3 separate regions of the Mus musculus genome follow, and all the other regions are linked to region 2. A link is a contact called in public HiChIP or PLAC-seq data. All regions are on one chromosome and are shown on one strand. Each heading gives the region's core, a stretch centred on a gene start, on an enhancer-like site or on the middle of the called end of the contact. The rest is flanking DNA. Distances are from core to core; before and after follow the strand shown. Region 1 holds the start of Zw10 (zw10 kinetochore protein). Region 2 overlaps Zbtb16 (zinc finger and BTB domain containing 16). Region 3 has its middle 18 kb from the start of Htr3a.

What was found. HiChIP or PLAC-seq counts read pairs in DNA pulled down with a chosen protein or histone mark.
Region 1: a contact with region 2 is called in an H3K4me3 HiChIP or PLAC-seq map of embryonic forebrain, with 3 times the contacts expected there. The contact joins the promoter of Zw10 here to the enhancer-like site in region 2. A contact is called at or near these places in 4 of 39 promoter capture datasets (the C10 cell line, the HPC-7 cell line, cranial neural crest and 1 more), 6 of 484 Hi-C or Micro-C datasets (embryonic fibroblasts, embryonic stem cells, immediate neuronal precursor and 3 more) and 7 of 115 datasets of contacts at active chromatin or transcription factors (embryonic basal ganglia, embryonic forebrain, embryonic limb bud and 3 more).
Region 3: a contact with region 2 is called in an H3K27ac HiChIP or PLAC-seq map of VIP interneurons, with 3 times the contacts expected there. The contact joins two enhancer-like sites. A contact is called at or near these places in 1 of 484 Hi-C or Micro-C datasets (bone marrow-derived macrophages), 3 of 115 datasets of contacts at active chromatin or transcription factors (VIP interneurons, embryonic basal ganglia and embryonic stem cells) and 1 of 9 other capture datasets (embryonic stem cells).

What each region holds. Positions count from the first base shown.
Region 1 is chr9:49,054,204-49,056,967 of GRCm38.p6, forward strand. Zw10 (zw10 kinetochore protein) reads left to right here and starts at 1,378. Exons shown (of 16, transcript NM_012039.2): 1 at 1,378-1,584. The coding sequence starts at 1,480.
Region 2 is chr9:48,661,968-48,664,785 of GRCm38.p6, forward strand. The region is part of intron 5 of Zbtb16 (zinc finger and BTB domain containing 16); the gene reads right to left. Among named protein-coding and RNA genes, the nearest start is that of Gm32280, 6.7 kb to the right of the region's middle. Within about 2 kb of position 1,319, at least 33 of the 459 cell types and tissues checked have an H3K27ac peak or open chromatin away from gene starts, as enhancers often do. A contact at or near this core is called in the HPC-7 cell line, VIP interneurons and embryonic forebrain, where this site is marked.
Region 3 is chr9:48,927,507-48,930,586 of GRCm38.p6, forward strand. No RefSeq gene overlaps it. Among named protein-coding and RNA genes, the nearest start is that of Htr3a, 18 kb to the left of the region's middle. Within about 2 kb of position 1,660, at least 10 of the 459 cell types and tissues checked have an H3K27ac peak or open chromatin away from gene starts, as enhancers often do. A contact at or near this core is called in VIP interneurons, where this site is marked.

The DNA.
Region 1 (2,764 bases), core at 128-2,627, 390 kb after region 2:
AAGGACAAAGGGTAAATTAGCAAGAGAAAAGATGACATTTGTATAATAAACATCTTGTTTATTGGTTTTATTGCCTGCTCCAGGAAGGATGCTGGAGACAGATAACATCTGTTCTAAATCCCTACTGATTGAATTACCTGTATCTGCACCCTTGTCTCTGTTAATTTTATACTTTATGGTATTGCTGCACTAATGGCATTCCATTTGGCTATGTAAAACACTTGCTTGCTCTGCTGGTCAAGTAACAAAAAGTGTATAAAGGGGACAAGGATGCTCTTACAGCACGCATCCCTCTCCTACAAAGAGTGTCACGTTGGTAATAATGCCCAGTGGCTGTCTTTCAGGTCAGCCTGTTTTGCAAAGTGAACGAGTGATCTCATCTTCGCGGAACACTCTTTTGACCTTCAACAATGAAATAGTTCTAAAAAGCTATGGCTAGCTGGACATAGTGGAATAAGTGTATAATTCCTGTATACAGGAGGCTGAGGCAGGAAGATAGCTATGAATTTGATGCCTTCCAGGGCTACAGAAACCACGTCTCAAAACAGAGCCAAAAAAATCACTGAAAACTTTAAAATTAAACAACGATAAAAAGCCTTTGGTGAAATTTATTTGTAATCTCTGATAGGAAGTGATAAGAATCTTGTTCTAGGGGATTGCCCGGTGGCTAGAAGCACTCGTTGCCCTTACTCAGGACCAGGACTCAATTCCCAGCATCCACATGGTGGCTCATGTCATCTGTAAGTCCAGTTTCAGGGACTGGACTTACTTGCCTGCTTCTGACTTCCATGGACACAGCCAAAACATTCATACGTATCTTAGAAAGAAGGTTTTATAAAAGAATGTCTGTAGCACTTACAGGACCGTTACACTAAGTATAAATTTGTACCATATCCATGTATCAATATACTTAATATGAGGCACTATTAACAAACACTATTAGAAAGGTGCAATTGTGGGGATCCTTTCACTTATGTCACTCTCTCGCACAATTCCAGAGGGCAAAATTCGGGTAGACTTAGCTGCTGAGCCCAATGAATGAATAACAAAAAAGATCGAGATGATTCTGTAAGTATCGAGCTAGATAATCTCACAGGAAAACCTGAGATTACTGAGTATAGGGAGGGCCATAAAGGATTATTACCTGAAACATTCCGCAGTTTCTAGCGAAACCAACCCAACCCTACCCAAAATACAAGAAGAAAAAAACCGGCGGGAACAGACTGGCGTTTGAAAACCTGTAGGGAGCAGATGACGCCTGCGCACTTTGGTGCCTTCTAGACGCCACTGAAACAGCGGACGCCTGACGGCGCGAGGCCTCCTGGGAACTGTAGTGTGACCCTCTCCTGTGCGCGAGCGCCGGACCCCGTAGAACTCAGTTTCCCGGCAGGCCCTGCGGTGAGGCCGCTGGCGGGACCGGAGCTGCGGCGCTGGCAGCGGGGTTGACCTATCCTGTTTGTGTGGGTACGCTTCGTGGCGATGGCCTCTTTCGTGACAGAAGTCTTGGCCCACTCGGGGAGCCTGGAGAAGGAGGATCTGGGCACCAGGATCAGCCGCCTGACCCGGCGGGTGGAGGAGATCAAGGTGAGGGCGGGCCACAGGCTGCTGCCGCTGGGGAGAGCCGGGTGCGGAGCCTCCTGAGTTGGAGGCTCAGAAGTGTTGGGGGGCTGTTTGGAGCACGGCCGCAGAGCGGTTGGAGACCAGGGCCTGGGATTGTGAGGAGGAAAGGCCGTGGCTGTTTAGTGGTGGGGAGTGGGGCCAAGTTGGGCAAAAGTGAGCCGCTGATGGAGAAGACTGAAGAAACCTGCGGAGCCGGAGGTGGGACTGGAAGCCCGGATGTCCACTTAGGACAGGACAGCCGCCCTATCTGTCATCTCTACCCACTCCTTCATTTATGGATGGATGTAATAATTCTAGGAAAGTCGCGTCGTTCTCCTCGGATTTTCTTTTAACTGGTTGAATATGTTTATAAAAGTATTACTTCACGCACGGAACTTGAGGCATGCTGAGGGCTGATGAGCTGGTACCGGCATGAATATGCAACTCACAGCCATAGTTTTACTTCGTATTAGTGCTACCTGGCAAGCCAGGTCTTCAGTGGCTTTCTTTGAAAATGACGTGTACCTCACTAAGTCTGGACTTGGTAGGCGCTACCTAACAACTTTCTTCTTCTTCTTTTTTTCTTTCTTTCTTTTCTTTTCTTTTTTTTTTCCTAGACAGGGTTTCTCCGTGTAATAGCCCTCGTTGTCCTGGATTCAAGCTTTGTAGAACTGGCTGGTGTCGAACTCACAGAAATTCGCCTGCCTCTGCCTCCCGAGTGCTGAAATGGAAGGTCTCCACCATCCCACCCGCTCCTAACAATTTTTGATGTTAGAGTTCTTAATTTTATGTATTCATGCCACTGGCATTTCTGTAGTGTGGCTTACGGTTTTTTGTTTTTTAATGATCTAGGATGAGGACATTGCACTAGTATTTGTTTCATACATAAGTTTGAATCTTCAGTCAACTGAGAACTACTTTCTGTGCCTCAAGCAGGCATAGTCCTTGCACCTCCAGCTTTTTACCACTTTAAATGTATTTCTACACACACACACACACACACACATACACACACACACACCTCTTCCATCTCAGTTGTAGCCTCCTGCATAAAACAAATGCCTGACTTTTCTCCTGAGTCTTCTCTTTTGTACTGGGATGCTTTGTAACTGCTGAAGTATTACACTTCAGCCCCGTTTTTTGGCCAGTTTGGAGAATAGTATCT
Region 2 (2,818 bases), core at 69-2,568:
CCTGTCTCTCTGCCATCTGTCTACCTGCCTGCCTGTCTGTCTGTCTGCCTGTCTGTCTGCCATCTGTCTACCTGCCTGCCTGTCTGTCTGTCTGCCTGTCGCTTTCTCTCCCCCTCCCTTCCTCCCTCTCTCCCTTCCTGCCTGCCTGCTTGTCTCTGTCTTTCTGTCTATCTCTCTGTTGTCTGCCCACCTACCCTCCCTCCCCCTCTGTCTGCCTGTCTCTCTGCCTCTCTGCTGTCTGACTGTCTGTCTGCCTGTCTGCTGTCTTGCCTGCCTGTCTGTCTGCTGCTCTCTCTCCCCACTCTTCCTCTCTCCCTTCCTGCCTGCCTGTTTGTCTCTTGTCTGTCTGTCTGTCTGTCTGTCTCTCTGCTGTCTGGCCACCTGCCCTCCCTCCCTCCTCTGTCTGTCTGTCTGCACACATGGCCCCGTCTGGTCTGACACCCAGCTCCCCCTCCTTCCTGAATCAGCAACGATTACGACTTTAATCAAAGATTCAGTATCCTCATTAAGATATAAATAAATAAATAAAGCAAGGGCCACGTGAGACTTCAGCCGAAGCCGGTAATTAAAACGTACATCGGCAGTCACCCAGCCCCCCTCTGGGAAGAGGGGGTGGCAGTGAGGGAGGGCTGGCTGCCTGTGTGTGCTCCCGGCTTCCAGAGGGGGGCCCTAAGAGTTTAACAAACAACGGAGGGGTTTGTTTGATCAGATTTTTATGAATTTAATTACAAAGTGGATCACATGTTAAATGAGTTTAAATAGGAACTCCCTGGAGTCTGCCCAGGGAAAGAGTGAAAAGCATTCAGAGAATAAAAAAAAAAAAAAGCAAAAATGACAAGTCACTATGACACAAACCTACTCTCACCCCACCCAGGTTTTACAGCTCAGTGGCTACCAGGCCTACAACCCTCTCCCTGAGAGCTGAGCGTGTCAGGCTGGCCACAATGTACATAAAGCTGGCGACAAAAGTCAAAATCCAATTTGTGGTATGTTGATTAACTCTGTAGGCGCGTTAATGAGCTTGACATTAAGTGCAGGACAAACGAGACTAATTAGAGCCCCTCTGGCCTGCCCAGGGCACCTGTGACCCTCCTTTTCCCCCGGTTTGTCATTACCATGTGGCTTCCTTCTGCTCCGGTCAACCCCACCGTCCTCCTTCCCCACCCCGGCCCCGGGCTCCTCAGATCCCGTCCTCTCGGCCCCTCCCTTCCGTGCAGCTGAGAGTTTATTATATGATGAGCCATGTGAATCAAGGATCCATCAATGCCAACAGCACGGCTGGACTAACGCACCAAACACAGCTGCTGATGCTAAACACCCGCCCCAGCAGCAAATGGGCCAAGAGCAACGGAATATTAATAAGGCATTGTGTCAGGGGTGGGCAGAGCCTCTGCTGGGCTGGTGTGAAAATCAATGAGTGCTTGAATGTGTGTGCACAAGGGGCACACATGTCTGCGTTTCTAGAATGAGCAAGGGTGTCACCCAAACTCTGTCCTTGCTGGAGATCTGAAGCTTGGCTTGCCCTGAGTAGAGTTGGACTGACACGTGGCTAAATGAACTCCGAGACAGGGGCATGGGCAAAGTAAGCTGCATCCTGGGTGGACTTCGTAGGGCTTGAGTCACTCATGCCATGCGATATCAAGTGACTTGATCCAATGCCATACCTGGAGGTGGCTAACGGAAGCTGGTCATCTTCCCTGAGACTGAACTTAGGGGGTCTATGAGGGAATCACTGATGGGATGATGTCTTACTGGGAGGTCCTTATGCGGACGCTGTAGAGAAAGTTGTTGAGTATACGCCTCTCTCTTTGGTCCCCCTTGCTGGACCTTACCTGCTAAGACCCCCTCCTGTCTACCAAGCAGCCCTAGGTAGTTCTAAGCATCTGGTGAGCCTTTCACCTTTGATAATGATATGGCATTGTGCTCCTCTGACTAGGGTGGCATCCAGAACCCAGAGCCAAGGCAGGCTCCTTGGTGAGAATGCTGACAACTGGCTGGACCGTACTGCTCAGGTCCTGAAAGTGAAGCTCCTTCTTTATTCATCAGAGCCCGTCACCCATGTAAGGGCCAGCCACATACATACCCCATCCCTCAGCTAGGAAAAGGCTAGGAGGATGAGAAGTTCTTTCAGCCCTCCCTGAAGAGTGCAGAACATTTATGCTGTGTGCAAACTCCACTACATCCTTACAGAGAGACTTGATCCCAGCTCTCTCTCTCTCTCTCTTTCTCTTTCTCTCTCTCTCTCTCTCTCTCTCTCTCTCTCACACACACACACACACACACACACACACACACACACACACACACGGGAGAGGGAGGGAGAGACAGACAGACAGACAGACAGACAGACAGACAGATAATTCAGAAATTGGCATTCTTCCACTCATGGACAGTAAGAAACGATCTCATTTTGTTTTAGAGCAAAGAAAGGAGTTAAGTCATCTACTCCTCAGTTAGGAAAAGACCCACAGCTCCTTCAAGGCCCTCTGAGCTGGGTATCCTGTCCCCTAAATCAAGAGGGTGGTAGCAAGACTAGGCTAGGACCGGGCAACTAGCCCTGCCTACTTGACTCACACATACCCTGTCTTTCACTCCATAGTGTGAACTGGCTGAGCAGGGCTATCTCATGGCTCTTGCTCAAATACTCTCACTGTCTTCCCTAGACAACATTCTGGCCACAGTAGAGGCCTCCCATGTCTGTTATGAAGGTAGGGTGAGTTCCTCAAAGTACCCTCTGGAGCCCTGTGCTGACTGACCTCAGTGTTGTCCTAGGATCGATTGGGGTAAAAGTGGGATTTTCCCAGTTTTTCTCAAAATG
Region 3 (3,080 bases), core at 410-2,909, 270 kb after region 2:
TGGCTTTGAACTTTCAATCTTTCTTCTGTAGCCTCCCCAAAATGTGAGATTAGAAGCATGTGCTTCTGTATGCAACTCCCAATTACCCTTTTCTTCCTTCATCCTCTCCTCTTTGTTTTCTTAAGACGAGTCTCCTGTGGTCCAAGATGGTCTGAAACTTGCTATGTCCACCAAGGATGATTCTAAACCTCAAATACTCCTACCTTTACTTCCCAAATAATACACACTCAGTTTGTAGGGTCCTGGGGATTAAACCCAGGGCTTTGTGTATACTAGGCATGTACCCTACCACAGCCTCAATCATGTTTTTATACATCAACAGACCTTACGTCCTCAGGGACTAAGATTAGAACCTGACCATAGTACAGAGGCCCAGAAGATTGCTAGTCTGTATAGCCTTGTTCTCTGTCTCAAATGGACTGCACATAGCCAGTGCCTGTAGGTAGCAGTATCTGTATCTAACATCATCTAATGTCATCTTTACCATAATCTTGGGATAGTATCATCTCCCAGCCACATCTCCAGAATGAGAGCTCTGATGACCCTTCAACTTCATGTTGCTACAACACATACACACACACACACACACACACACACACACACACACACACACACACACACACGATACACACATGTACATACAAGCATGCATGCATGCCCACTACTATCCCAAATAGCAAGAGACTCCCAAGTCTATAAACCAACAATGGCCACCCTTGTCTCTGCTTAGTGCCCTGGAGAATCCCAGGATGACAAGGAGAATTAATTCAGGTTAGCAGAAAATCCAGAGAGCAGAGGAGTATCCAGAAAGATTGGCAGGCTGAAGGAAGACCTAAGACCTAGAGTGAAGCCGTCTCCTGGAGCCCTGGAACCTAATGGGTATTGCCTACAGGGGAAGATGGGAAATGGAGAGAACTTTCATTCTCTCAGGGACCAGAGTGAAGAAGCAGTAAAAGGGAGAATGGGCTACTTGGTATCAGGGACCTGGTAAGGAAGACCAAGCAACCACTCAAAGTTATGATTCCTCTTCCTGGTATTTGCCCTGGCAAGGGACAGGAGTAGTGGCAGCAATGTGGCCTGGTTGACACTTGGGACTCCCAGACCCTTCCCACTCCCAGAGTGATCTTCATTGAGCCAACACTGTATCGGATGCCAGAGGTGAAGGTGGATGGCACCTCATGCTCCCTGCCATCTCCGACTCACAGCATTCTGCTGCTCCTAGCTCTAAGACCGGAGGGGTGTGGTGAACGAGAGGATTACATCTGTCAGAGGCAAGAATCATGCATTGGAGGGCAGAGAGGTCCAGGGTTTTTCCCTGAGCAGGGCTGGGAGTGGGCTCTGATGCGGTAAGCATTTGATGTGGTGTGTCACTGCCTTATTCCTTGCAGAGAGTGGGTGTTTGCTGTCAGGAGCAGGAGCCAGAGGAAGGGGCCTGATGCACACTCGTTGGCTGTTTCCTTGGACAGCCATCTGCCCACAGCCTATAATTCAGAGGCCCAGCTGCACTGGGTGCTTGACCGATCTGATTGTGAAGAGGGGAGATTACCAAGTGCACTGCAGTGATTGGCAGGTGCCCCAGGGCCCAGCTGCCCTGGTAGCAGAGTGGACTCCAAGGGACACTGTTCTATCTCTGAATGCCCACCTCCCAATTATTCAGGCCTCCCAGAATCCCACAGTCACCTGCAATCCTCTTGATCCTTAGAACCCCTGCTTCCCCCAGAGTGGGTGAATGTGCAAACACATCCCGTGGGGATCTGTGGAACTCAGATGGCACGCCTGCACTTCTCACTGGTTCCCAAGAAGTGCCGAATCTAGTCCCAGTCTCTGTTTGTCTGTCTGTCTGTTTGTCTGTCTCTATCTGTGTCTTTCTCTGTCTCTCTTAGCCTCTTCCCCCACCCCCCAACTCCTACCCTGAGCTCTCAAAAAGCCTGATGCTATATATCCAGGCAGCTTGTGCCAAACCAGCAGGTTTTCATCGGATGAAGTCAGACAGCTTTAAGAAGTACACTGCAGTGAAGCCCAAATGTGATTCTGAGCCCCCACATCTGCGCCCTTTTACACCCCCCCCCTGTCAGATGGAGTGCTCCTTGAAGCTCCTGCACACTGTCACCATCTTTCCTGGGCAGCTCTGTTGGCACAGGGCCAGGTCCCTGACACACAGAGCAAATGCTCAGGTCACTACTGAGCTAAAGGGTGGGTCTGTGTATGAATGAGTTCGATTTGTGGGGTACTACCCCCTCAAACAACCCTTCCTCTCATACTTGGCTCAGTGCACAACTGTCTCCTCTGTTGAAGCCGACCACTAAGTTTCGTAGCATGCTACACTGAAGTGCCCAGAAAAGCAGAGGAAAGAGATTTTGTACTTCTGGAACCCTCAGAGCAGGCTGAAGGACCATCACTTTTACATTATGTACGCTGGTGCTTTGATATCTAGAGTCCTTCTGACGCTGGAGAGACTGTTCCCCCAAGAATGAGCCATTCACTAGATATGATGAATGGTTAGCCTACAAGCATATTGTCCAAATAAGAGCCAACTGATCCAAAGCCAAACCCTGTCTCAGCAACCTTCTTAGGAGTTCCTATGCTCCAGATGGTGGGCACCTGCTCTACTTGCCCCAAAGTCTAGTGTCTGATCACTAGGGACAGCCTTCCTGACATCATTGAAAGCCAGTGCTAAATCTATGTCCCTCGACTCCTATATTTCTTCTTACAGAAATCACATTTAAGGCTGTTGTACCTTCCTTTGTCTTCATCACCTGTGATGAAACTCAGCATTTTCTGTGATACGCACTACCCACTCTCTACAATGATACGGTGCAGCTCCCATTCATGGGAATGGTGCACAATAAAAGGTCTTTCCTGATAGTAAGTACTTGGTCTGCTGTCTTAGTCAGGGTTTCTATTCCTGCACGAACATCATGACCAAGAAACAAGTTGGGGAGGAAAGGGTTTATTCAGCTTACACTTCCATACTGCTGTTCATCACCAAAGGAAGTCAGGACTGGAACTCAAACAGGTCAGAAAACAGGAGCTGATGCAGAGGCCATGGAGGAATGTTACTTACTGGCTTGCTTCCCCTG